Linked DNA regions of Mus musculus: region 2 is linked to region 1. The links are chromatin contacts, called in public promoter capture Hi-C maps. All regions are on one chromosome and are shown on one strand. Each heading gives the region's core, a stretch centred on a gene start, on an enhancer-like site or on the middle of the called end of the contact. The rest is flanking DNA. Distances are from core to core; before and after follow the strand shown.

The links. Promoter capture Hi-C pulls out the DNA fragments that hold promoters and counts their contacts.
Region 2: a promoter capture Hi-C map of pre-B cells shows a contact between it and region 1, with 3 times the contacts expected there. The contact joins the promoter of Fbxw5 here to the promoter of Nrarp in region 1. A contact is called at or near these places in 12 of 39 promoter capture datasets (the C10 cell line, the SN4741 cell line, cranial neural crest and 8 more), 5 of 484 Hi-C or Micro-C datasets (Th1 cells, brain and embryonic stem cells), 3 of 115 datasets of contacts at active chromatin or transcription factors (effector CD8 T cells, memory CD8 T cells and pancreatic cancer cells) and 1 of 9 other capture datasets (liver).

What each region holds. Positions count from the first base shown.
Region 1 is chr2:25,178,908-25,183,565 of GRCm38.p6, reverse strand. Nrarp (Notch-regulated ankyrin repeat protein) reads right to left here and starts at 2,808. Exons shown (of 1, transcript NM_025980.2): 1 at 227-2,808. The coding sequence starts at 2,455. The coding sequence ends at 2,111.
Region 2 is chr2:25,497,633-25,502,536 of GRCm38.p6, reverse strand. It overlaps Fbxw5 (F-box and WD-40 domain protein 5), which reads right to left and starts at 1,787. Exons shown (of 9, transcript NM_013908.5): 1 at 1,651-1,787; 2 at 386-601; 3 at 1-136. The coding sequence starts at 578. C8g (complement component 8, gamma polypeptide) reads left to right here and starts at 2,031. Exons shown (of 7, transcript NM_027062.2): 1 at 2,031-2,443; 2 at 2,562-2,698; 3 at 2,878-2,948; 4 at 3,032-3,139; 5 at 3,422-3,523; 6 at 3,594-3,632; 7 at 3,714-3,887. The coding sequence starts at 2,306. The coding sequence ends at 3,727.

The sequences.
Region 1 (4,658 bases), core at 1,559-4,058:
TCAGCCACTCTGCCAGGAAGTAGCTGAGACACGAACTACTAAGGTGGCATCTGGGTTCCTGTGGTTGACTTGGACTTGACAGCTGAGCTAGACTGAGTTCACATTTTACCCAGCTTGGTCTTGTCAATAGATTCACAACCCAAGCAGCCATCATTCATTAGCTGAAGGTAGGACGCCATGGCCCTTAGAGGGGGACCCAGGACTTGTGCCAAAATTAAAACCAGTATTTTTTTTTAATATAAAAAGACCAATGAAAAATTTATTTATAAATTTTTCACGATGGGCTACAAGTCTATATCGTACGCTTAGGAGTGTGCCACAGACTTCATACAGATAGAAGAGACCAACCAGGACCCATCTGAAGCTTCAACATAGGCCCAGTACGTTTTAACATTAATTAACATAATTAAAAAGGCATTTGCGTGTAGAAAAACCATACAGAACTCCTTTTGAAGTAATCTGTGCTTGTCTCAGTGTCTGCCATTCTCATGACATTATCACTATTCCTCCCACACTGGTTCATAAAAGCGCAGAAGACCGAAGAATATGGCCAGGCGGCACAAAGGGCTCCACCCACCTGTGTCCTCAAGTGCTCCCCATTTTTGCACGCAGGGTCAGCAGCACTTCTACGAAGGGGAAACCTCATTTAAATTTGAATAATTCAGCCTCCCTTTTATTTCCCAGGATCAAAACAAGAAGGGGAATGGAGATGCATAGAAAATTGGAACCACAGAAACCAGGAAGTCTCCTTTCTGGGACAGCCAGTGACGCTCCAGCACCTCCTCCAGCCCTGGTCCTTGGCACAGCCCCTCCCTCATGGCTGGATCCTCAGATCATAATAGGGCCTTGGAGCAGGGTTTGAGGGTGGGGATGGGGATTGGGGAAGGCAGAAAGAGCACAGCAGCCCTTCCACTCATTCAGCAATAGTATGAGAGATTCACAGTCTTTATAGGAATTTTATAAAAATATAAATATGGGTACACAACAGCCTTCACAACGCTGGATACAACGCCCTTTAAAATTGGGTTCATAACCAAGATTCAAAAAAATACACCTAAAACTTGGCTTAAAATATGTTAATATTTTATATTCTGTCATAAATGTTATGACATTTAATCGTGGCAAATTCATTTACTTTTTTAAAAAAGTGTGCAACCGACTATTAACTATAATAGAAGTCACTAGGAAGGGTACCATGCTCTCAGAATCCCCACGTCCCAGCCACGCGGGCTTCAAGAGCCCTTTGGAACTTTGCTAAACCAGCCTGTGTGGGGAATGGTGGCCTCTCACGGGAGGGGAAAGGGAGACAGATCCTAGGCTCTCTAAACTCAGAATCCAGGGAGAGGAAAAGAGGAATGAGGTGTGGAAGATTAGGGACTCGGTGGGGGAGGGGCTAGCAATGGGAAAACCATAGGGCTAGGCGGTATTTTCAGTGCAACCAAAAAATGGTAGACTCAAGTTTTTAGTTTTAAAGGAAAAAAAATGCATCTTTCTCCCATAACCACGCACAATATTTCCAAACAAAAAACTCAGGCGCACAAACTTCACCCACAAATATACACACACGTGATAAATAGTTGAGGACATCAGGAACCCGGAGCGTCCCCTTCCCTTCCTAAGTGCGAGGGCGCGCAGATGGTGGAGCCCGGTAATGGTTGTTTGGCGGCTGCCAGCGGCGGGCGCCGCACTGTGAGCGGCCGGGTCTCACGAGCGGCGGCTGGAGCGCGAGTCCGCCCGCGCCTTTCACCTTCCGGAGAAAACATTTCAAGCGGAGGATCCGGTATCTCGGGATTCCGAAGTCTCCCGGTGTGAGACTCAAATTTCAAAACGGACTGGAGCCTGCGCCCCGCCCCCACCCTCTAGGCGGTCGGGGCCGTGGGAAGGCTCTGGGGCCCCGCGGGGCTCAGAGGACTGCCAAGGGGAGGCGCTCTTTTGCGGAGAGCCGAACCCTGGGGTCCACGGATGCGCTACTTTGGTCGTGGCCGCGGACGTAGAGACTTAGCCCGATTTCCACGCGGACCAGCAAACCTGGCGCACACCGAGGTAGTTGGCGGGAAGGTACAGCAGAGACGACGCGGGTGGGGGCCAGGGGCCGGAGTCCGGGTGGCTATCACCGGCCGCTGGCCGCGTACTTGGCCTTGGTGATGAGATAGAGCACGATGTCCTGGTGGCCCCCGAAAGCGGCGATGTGTAGCGCGCTCCAGCCGTCGCGGTTAGCTAGGCGGATGTCGGCTCCGAACTTGACCAACAGCTTCACCAGCTCCAGGTTGCCGTCGATGACTGACTGGTGTAGTGCTGTCTGGCCCTCCGGCCCGAACGAGTTCACGTTGAATTCGCAGTTAGTCATGTTCTGCAGCAGCGACTGCAGCTCCTGCGTGTTGCCCTTGCGCACCGCTTCCTGGAAGATGCGCTGCGTCTGTGGCGCCGAGCAGGTGGACAGCTCGGCTTGGCTCATGTTGCCGCAGAGCTAGGGCTGCGAGCCGCGCCCCGGCTTAGCGCGGGCGGCGGCTGCAGTGCGGGCCCCGGGCTGTCTCGGGGCGTGTCTCGAGGTACGCCTCGGCGCATGGAGGGCGCTGCGCCCTCGGGCCCCGCACGCCGCCCCTGCGCACTCCGGGCGTTCGGGGCCGAGGGCCGCTGGCGCGGGACCCCTGCTGCATCCAGCCGCGCCCAAGCGGGCGGGCGACAGGGCTGGGTGCTGGTTCGCAGAACCTGGGGCAGCCGGAGGCCGCGACACTCGCAGTCGTGGTCCCTTCGAGGTTAGGCTTCGCTCCAGCTGAACTCCACCCGCGTCCCTTTGCAAAATAGTTCTAATTCGCCCGCCGCTTCTCGCCGTCTTTTACGGTTCTTATATTTGCATAACAATAGACGCTCTTGACGCGCACACCAGGGCTCTTTCGATTGGGTGGTGCCCACGTGGGGGCGGGGCGGAGGCGGGGTCGTGCTGCAGCTCCCTCCAGGATAGAGGGCGCTGGTCTGACCAGCACTAGTCTGGTCTGGCCAGGGTGGTCAGAAGGCCTCGGGGGTTTTCCAGCACCACTGCGGGATCCTGGGTCTGGTTGCTCCGGTGTATAAGCTCCTTCGGCAGTTTTCTTCTTCCTTCATAGATGTCGGGAGTTGCGAGTTCCTTGCGCAGCCACTCCCAGGCCTGGACCTGGCGTTCACAGGTGGCAATTTCACGAACTGCTCGGTTGTATAGTCCTCCATCACTCTGGTCCTTTCTACTCAAGTGTAATTTACGGGGAAGCTTGAGCAGCAATTGCATTTGGCTCCTCCATACTGATGGAGGGAGCTCCATGCCCCTAAGCTACCCACAGTGTAGGTAGGGGTTCCTTTGGCAGGCTGGCACAGGCTCGCTCGCTCGCTCGCTCCCCCCTCTGTCTCTGTCTCTCTCTGTCTATCTCTCTCTCTCTGCCTCTCTCTCTGTCTCTCTCTCTTTCTCGGTGGCCAGTCTGTCACTACTCCTCCTTATGTGTTTCCTTTACTTAGTGTCAGCATATAAGACACAGGGCTGGCTCGTGAGACCAACAGCACTGCCCTTTGAGGGAGTTCTGAAATGACTCATTTCCAAGCCATAAGCCCCACGTTTTATTGACCACCCTTAACAACTGACCGTGAGTGAGGCAGGAGGTGCTGGCGCTGGCTGGGAAGGCAAGGCTCCACATTTCCTCATTATGTTTTACGGCTTATAGCTTCGCTGTGGTTGCTGGAAATTAAGGAGGAATGATCTTAAGACTTGCAGAGCAGGAGGCAGGGCACGTCAGGGCTTGATTTCTTCTGAAGCTAACTGGGAATTCCAAGCAGGCAACTGTAAGCCTCAGCTGGGCAGCCCACCCAGCCAGGCTCCATCTGGGGACGCTCCTTTGGTGGATGTTCCTGCCCCAGACTCAGAACTGTATCATATTCACCGGGGCATGTCCCCAACCTTACTATGTTCACGGGGAGGGACCATAGCTAAATTGAATGGAGAAAGTAGGCAACCCCCCCCCCACCACCACTGTGACCACCAGATGTCCGCCCGTCGGGCCAACTTGTTTAAGGGTCACACTCCTTTTCTGCTAACCTGAGAACCTGAATCTCATGTGTATTCAGCTTGGAAAGCTCTCTAGTCTTCTTGGGATCCTTGGTCTATTGGGTTCTGCCTATTTGGTCCCCTAGCCACACCTTATACCTCATTGTTCAGAGAGTTTTTTTTTTTTTTTTTTCGAGACAGGGTTGCTCTGTATAGCCCTGGCTTTCCTGGAACTCACTCTGTAGACCAGGCTGGCCTCGAACTCAGAAGTCCGCCTGCCTCTGCCTCCCAAGTGCTGGGATTAAAGGCGTGCGCTACCACTGCTTGGCTACTGTTCCAAGATCTTGAGAGGAACCCTTATGGTTCTCTCCACCGTGCAGGTAGACTGAGGTGCAGTTGGGGGTTCTGACTGATGCCCCAATGCAGGCTGTGTCACAGAACACTAACCCAAAACAAAGTGGGCAGGGAGAAACGGGAGTTCTGGGAGCATAAGAGGACAGGATCTGATTCCTGGCTGGCCCATGGTTTCATGCGTTTGCATAGGGCTTGGAAGCTTTAGACAGGCAGGAATCAGAGACCACACCTGGGGGTGAGCAGAGCCTTACTTTCATCAAGCCCAGTGATGTTCCTTGAAGGTGAATGGGTCCCC
Region 2 (4,904 bases), core at 538-3,037, 320 kb before region 1:
CAGGAGGCAAACTGGTACCCCGAGTGGGAGAAGCTGAGGTGCAGGACCTGGTCAGTGTGCTCCTTCAGTGTCTGCACCTCCACACAGGGTACCATGTCATAGAGCCGCCGGAACTCCTCATACCAGGATGTGGCCGCTGTGGGCAATATAGTGTCACTCCTGCATGCAAGGCTCCCTCACTAGTCAAGATTGAGAGCCGACAGACAGCATGGCTACTGGGAGATGTTTTGTAGGGACTCTGGAACTCACGACTCACTAATTAGGTCTCAGCCACAGGGGGCACCCTTCTGCTCACAGAGACTCCCTCTTCCCCAATATGGCCCGTGTGTCCTTGGGCCATGAGCCCCTGCCCTGAGCCAGCAGGTTTAGGGGTGTGTGTACTGACCTGGGTGGCGGGGCACATCTCGAGCCACCTGGTAGTAGCGGTAGAATTGCTCCTTCCATAAGAACTCATCCCGGGACACAGCCTGCCATTGGCGGCATACCAGCCCAGCAGCCAGCACATCTGCAGGGCCCAAACTCAGGAAGATCTGGTAGACAAGGCTGTCGGGGAGCAGGGGCAGGCCCCCCTCATCCATCGTGACATTCTGCCCAGACGGTCCTGAAACCCACCAGTGGCGGCTCTGAACCCAAGCCTCCTCATCGCCAACCCCAGGGAGAGACTGATAGTCTGGGGTTCCAGACATGGCAGTCCTAGCTAGCCCCACCAACTGCCCACCGGAGAATTCCACTGCACTGAGCATGTGCGGGGGGAGGGGAGGGATGTGTGCATCTCTCTTTGTGTGTACAAGTAGCACTGCCCCACCACAGACCCAACACTTCTTGAAGGACCCAGGCAGTAACGTTGCACCACCTTACATTCTCCAGGACACCAAAGGACTTGCTGGACCAGACAGCAAGCCCCTGAGTACTACTAGGCCAGGTAGAACCTGCGAAGTGGGGGGCAGCCCCACTTTCCAGGTGGGGGCCTTTGATGCCTTCCCCAATGCTACAGGGCACAGGGAGGCAGGTGAGCACAAGACAAGCAAACAGGTCTGGGCTGCTCAAACTGGCAGGTCCAAGGTTTAGCAGCCCACCCTGTCTTTGACCTTGCTGCTATAGGACTTCAGGCCAAGGCTGACTTTCTTCTGAGAAGGGGTTCCTGCTAGCCAGTGGCATATGTCGTTCTGGACTCAGGAGACAGCCTGGCCAGGAGGGTGGTTAAGAGTGATTGGGGTTTCTGAATGTCAGAGGAGACATCAGGGACCACGCTTTGCTGCTTAGCTAGAGTGGGCAGCAGCTCCTTCATTCACCCACTGAACACCGGAGGGTGGATTGGGACGACGTCAACCTGCCAAGGCCATCACTGGCCAGATAAGGCCACCAAAGGCTGTACAAGTGTAGACATTGCAGGAAAAAAATATGGTGACAGTGAACAAAGCCCGTGAAGGTGACAAAAGCCAGTTAAAGTAGGACAAGGCAGAGCGAGGCCCATGACCGGGACCAGGCCCGAGAAAATAAACGAAGGCCACGATCGGGGACAAGGGACACCGAAGGTGGCAGAAGGCTGGTGAATGCAGGACTGGGAGTAATGGGGCACAAGGCTGGTGACTGGGGACAGGGCAGATGACACAGGTGAGTGAGCACGGCGGGGCCAAAGCCGGGACTCACCGCGGTGCCTCTGCCCGCTGCGCTGCGCCCGGCTTCCGCCGCCGCTCTAGTCTCCACCTCCACGTCTTTATGGAGGCGCCAGGCTCGACGCTGAGAGCCCCGAGGCATCGATGGACCGTTCCCCCCCCCCCCCCTTCCCCGTCTTGCGCCTGCGCCTCAGGCTCCGACTAGCAGCCAGCGTTTCTTATGCGCCTGCGCAAACTCTTACTTTCCGAGCGTTCTGACTCACAGAACAGTACTCACTCCTGGCTACCCTAAAGGACGGAGGATTGAGCCAGGCTCAGCTGGGCCGGTTCGAGACTCTGCCTCTGCTCTCTCTGCTGCTGGGCTTTGAACAAGTGACTTTATGAGCACGTTCTTGTTGGTTGTGGAGTTAAAGACAGTTATTGCATGCATAGGGTTGAGCACTGACCACAAGTGGAAATAGGGGTGCAGAGGTCAACTCTTAACTTTGCACTTGGGACACAATGCCCAGCTCCTATCAAGGCTAGGTTCTAGGATGGACCCTGGCTTGGGTTAGGGGTTCAGTAATCGGAAGACAGATGTGGACTTCCTGGACTGTGCTTCCTGTGGCACTGGACAGTGGACTCTGACCTAGGACAGTGCACCCCTCCACCTCGCTGTCCTGTCACCTACTGTCCGTAGCAGGTTGGCCATGCTGTCTCCAGGGGCTGTGTTGTTCTTCACCCTGCTCTTGACAGCCAGTTCGCTGGGCCAAAGGACTCGAAAGCCTATTGGGTCTACCTCCCCCATCAGCACTATCCAGGCCCAGGTCAATTTCAGTGCTCAGAAGGTAAAATCTGGGAGTGAGTGGGGGTAGGTAAAAGAGCAATAAGAACCTGCCTAGCTTGGCGGGATTGGTCCAGGGTGCCCCATTTCCCCAGTCCTGAGCACTCATAGTCAACTTCCAGTTTGCAGGGACATGGCTCCTGGTGGCTGTGGGCTCTTCGTGCCGCTTTCTTCAGGAGCAGGGACACCGAGCTGAGGCCACCACATTGCACGCAGCTCCCCAGGGTGCAGCTATGGCTGTCAGCACCTTCCGAAAGCTGTGAGTCCCAGCAGGACTTCATCCCAGCCCCTGAGCCCATCTTACTCTGCCCTCCTGACTCTAAACCTCATCTCTAGCTCTTCTGTGGCCTAGATAGCTATCCCATATGGCCTCTCCTGGGTTGGGGTTCCTAGAGTCTGGGTGCCTCCTCTTATGACATACCTTCTTCCCCTCCCCAGAGATGGGATATGTTGGCAGGTACGCCAACTCTTTGAGAACACAGGGGTCCCTGGCCGCTTCTTGTTCCAAGGTGAGGCAGGGGCATCAAGGGAGAGGGCTCTGGGCTGGAGGCAGAGGGGAAAGGACTGATGTGCTGTTGTGGTTCTGCCGCAGTCTCACGGGCCCGTGGACCAGTGCATATGGTGGTTGCTGAGACTGACTATCAGAGCTTTGCCATCCTGTACCTGGAACAGGGAAGGAAGCTGTCTGTGAAACTATACGGTGCGGACTAGTCCTGTGATCATACATGGCCTGTGCTTTTCACACATGACCTGTGCTCTGCATCCTCCAGGTCCACCTTGATGGACAGGGCGTCCCCAGATGGACACACACCCCTTCTCATTCCTTTTCTATCCCCATACTCTTGGCAGTAGGCACCCTTGATGAACAGCTACACATGGGATGGGGTGGGAACTGGATGGGGCAGGGACACACAGCTGACCTGGCTGTGTGTCCTGGGTTCCCTGCCATGTTGAAAGCACTGGAACTCTGCCTACCCCACAGTCCGCTCACTGCCAGTGAATGACTCTGTCCTGGATGTGTTTGAGCGGCGAGTCAGGGAAGCCAACCTGACAGAAGATCAGATTCTTTTCTTTCCCAAGTATGGTGAGTGTCCCCAGCCCGTGACCCTCCTGGGTGACGCCCGACCCCCTCTTACTACTGCCTGGGCCCCTAGGTTTCTGCGAGACTGCGGACCAATTACACATCCTGAACGGTGAGTGGTCAGTAGGGCAGAGCAGTGAAGGGCTGTGGTCAAGGTCTTTCCTGCCCCTGCTAAGGTTTTTATCTACTGCAGAGGTGCCGCGATAAGGCCATCTAGTGGAGAAGCTGTGGACAGTGGGCTACCCTCAGAGAGTTCTGAGCATCCTGAATGCACTCTTGGAGTCTCTCCTTTCTGTCCCCAGAAGCACCCCTTCATACAGCTCTGTTGTCCTAGGTCTTTTCATTAAACATCAGACTTGGCCCTGGGTCTTTTGTCGTTTTTTGTCAACCTGGATAGGAGTTCCACCAGGCCCAGGTGCGAAGGGAATTTGCGTGCGAACACACACACACACACCTTGGCTATTTGAGGATTCTGTCCTAGGGTGGTGGGGCTAGAAACAGCACTGAGTTCTTGCTCTCTCCCTGAGCCTGTTCCTCTCTGCAATGAGGACACATACCTTCCCTTATTCTCCAACCCCAGCCCTCTGCTCTGGCTTAGTGCCCATGGGGGTGGGGTGGGACTCAGGGTCCTGCTAGGGTATCTTCCCTGGAGAGGGGCGTAGGCCTACCAAGAAGCCCTTTAGACCCCTCCTAATCCTTGACCCTGGAGGCTAAAGAGCCAGAGGCCCAGGGGCACTTGCTAGGGAGATACCAGGATGTTTTTGAGGACGTGGTTGGAGCACATAGAGTGGAAAGCTGTACCCCAGGAGCAAGGAGTGGGCAGACTACTTAATGAACCGGTTAGAGGTGAGCATGGGGCTCCTGGAATGTGGGTTTCATTTCTGATAGAGCTGGCCCCCAGGATCACCTGACCGACTGTAGTCAAGGTTACCAGCTCCAGGGAACAGGAAGCAGGAAGCCTCACAGCGTGCCCTTAAAGGAGGAGCTAGGCCTTTTCTCCAGACAGAAGCAGTGTTCTTTCAAGACCTGGGCTGGTTTGCTTGGCCCTATAGGGCTGGAGTTCAGGGAACTGGGCATCATCCCAGATGTAGCTGGGCTCCTGTCTGCGTTGCTGCTGGCCTGACAACTTCCAGCACTTATTTAAGAAGCATTTCTCAAATGCCCCAAGCCCTGAGGACACAAAATAGGCAAGTCCTTGTTCTTCCAGGGAGTGTGAAGTCCAGGCTCAGCCACCTACTGATGACAGGAAGGCAGAGGTAGACTAACCCCTCCGCTCCCCAGTCCACCATGTCCTCCCCTCTAGCAGTGCCCCAAGTGAGCTGCAGTACTAGCAGAACTGCTGTATGATTCCCGGAGCAAAGTCAGAGGCCTTGTCTGCTGACAT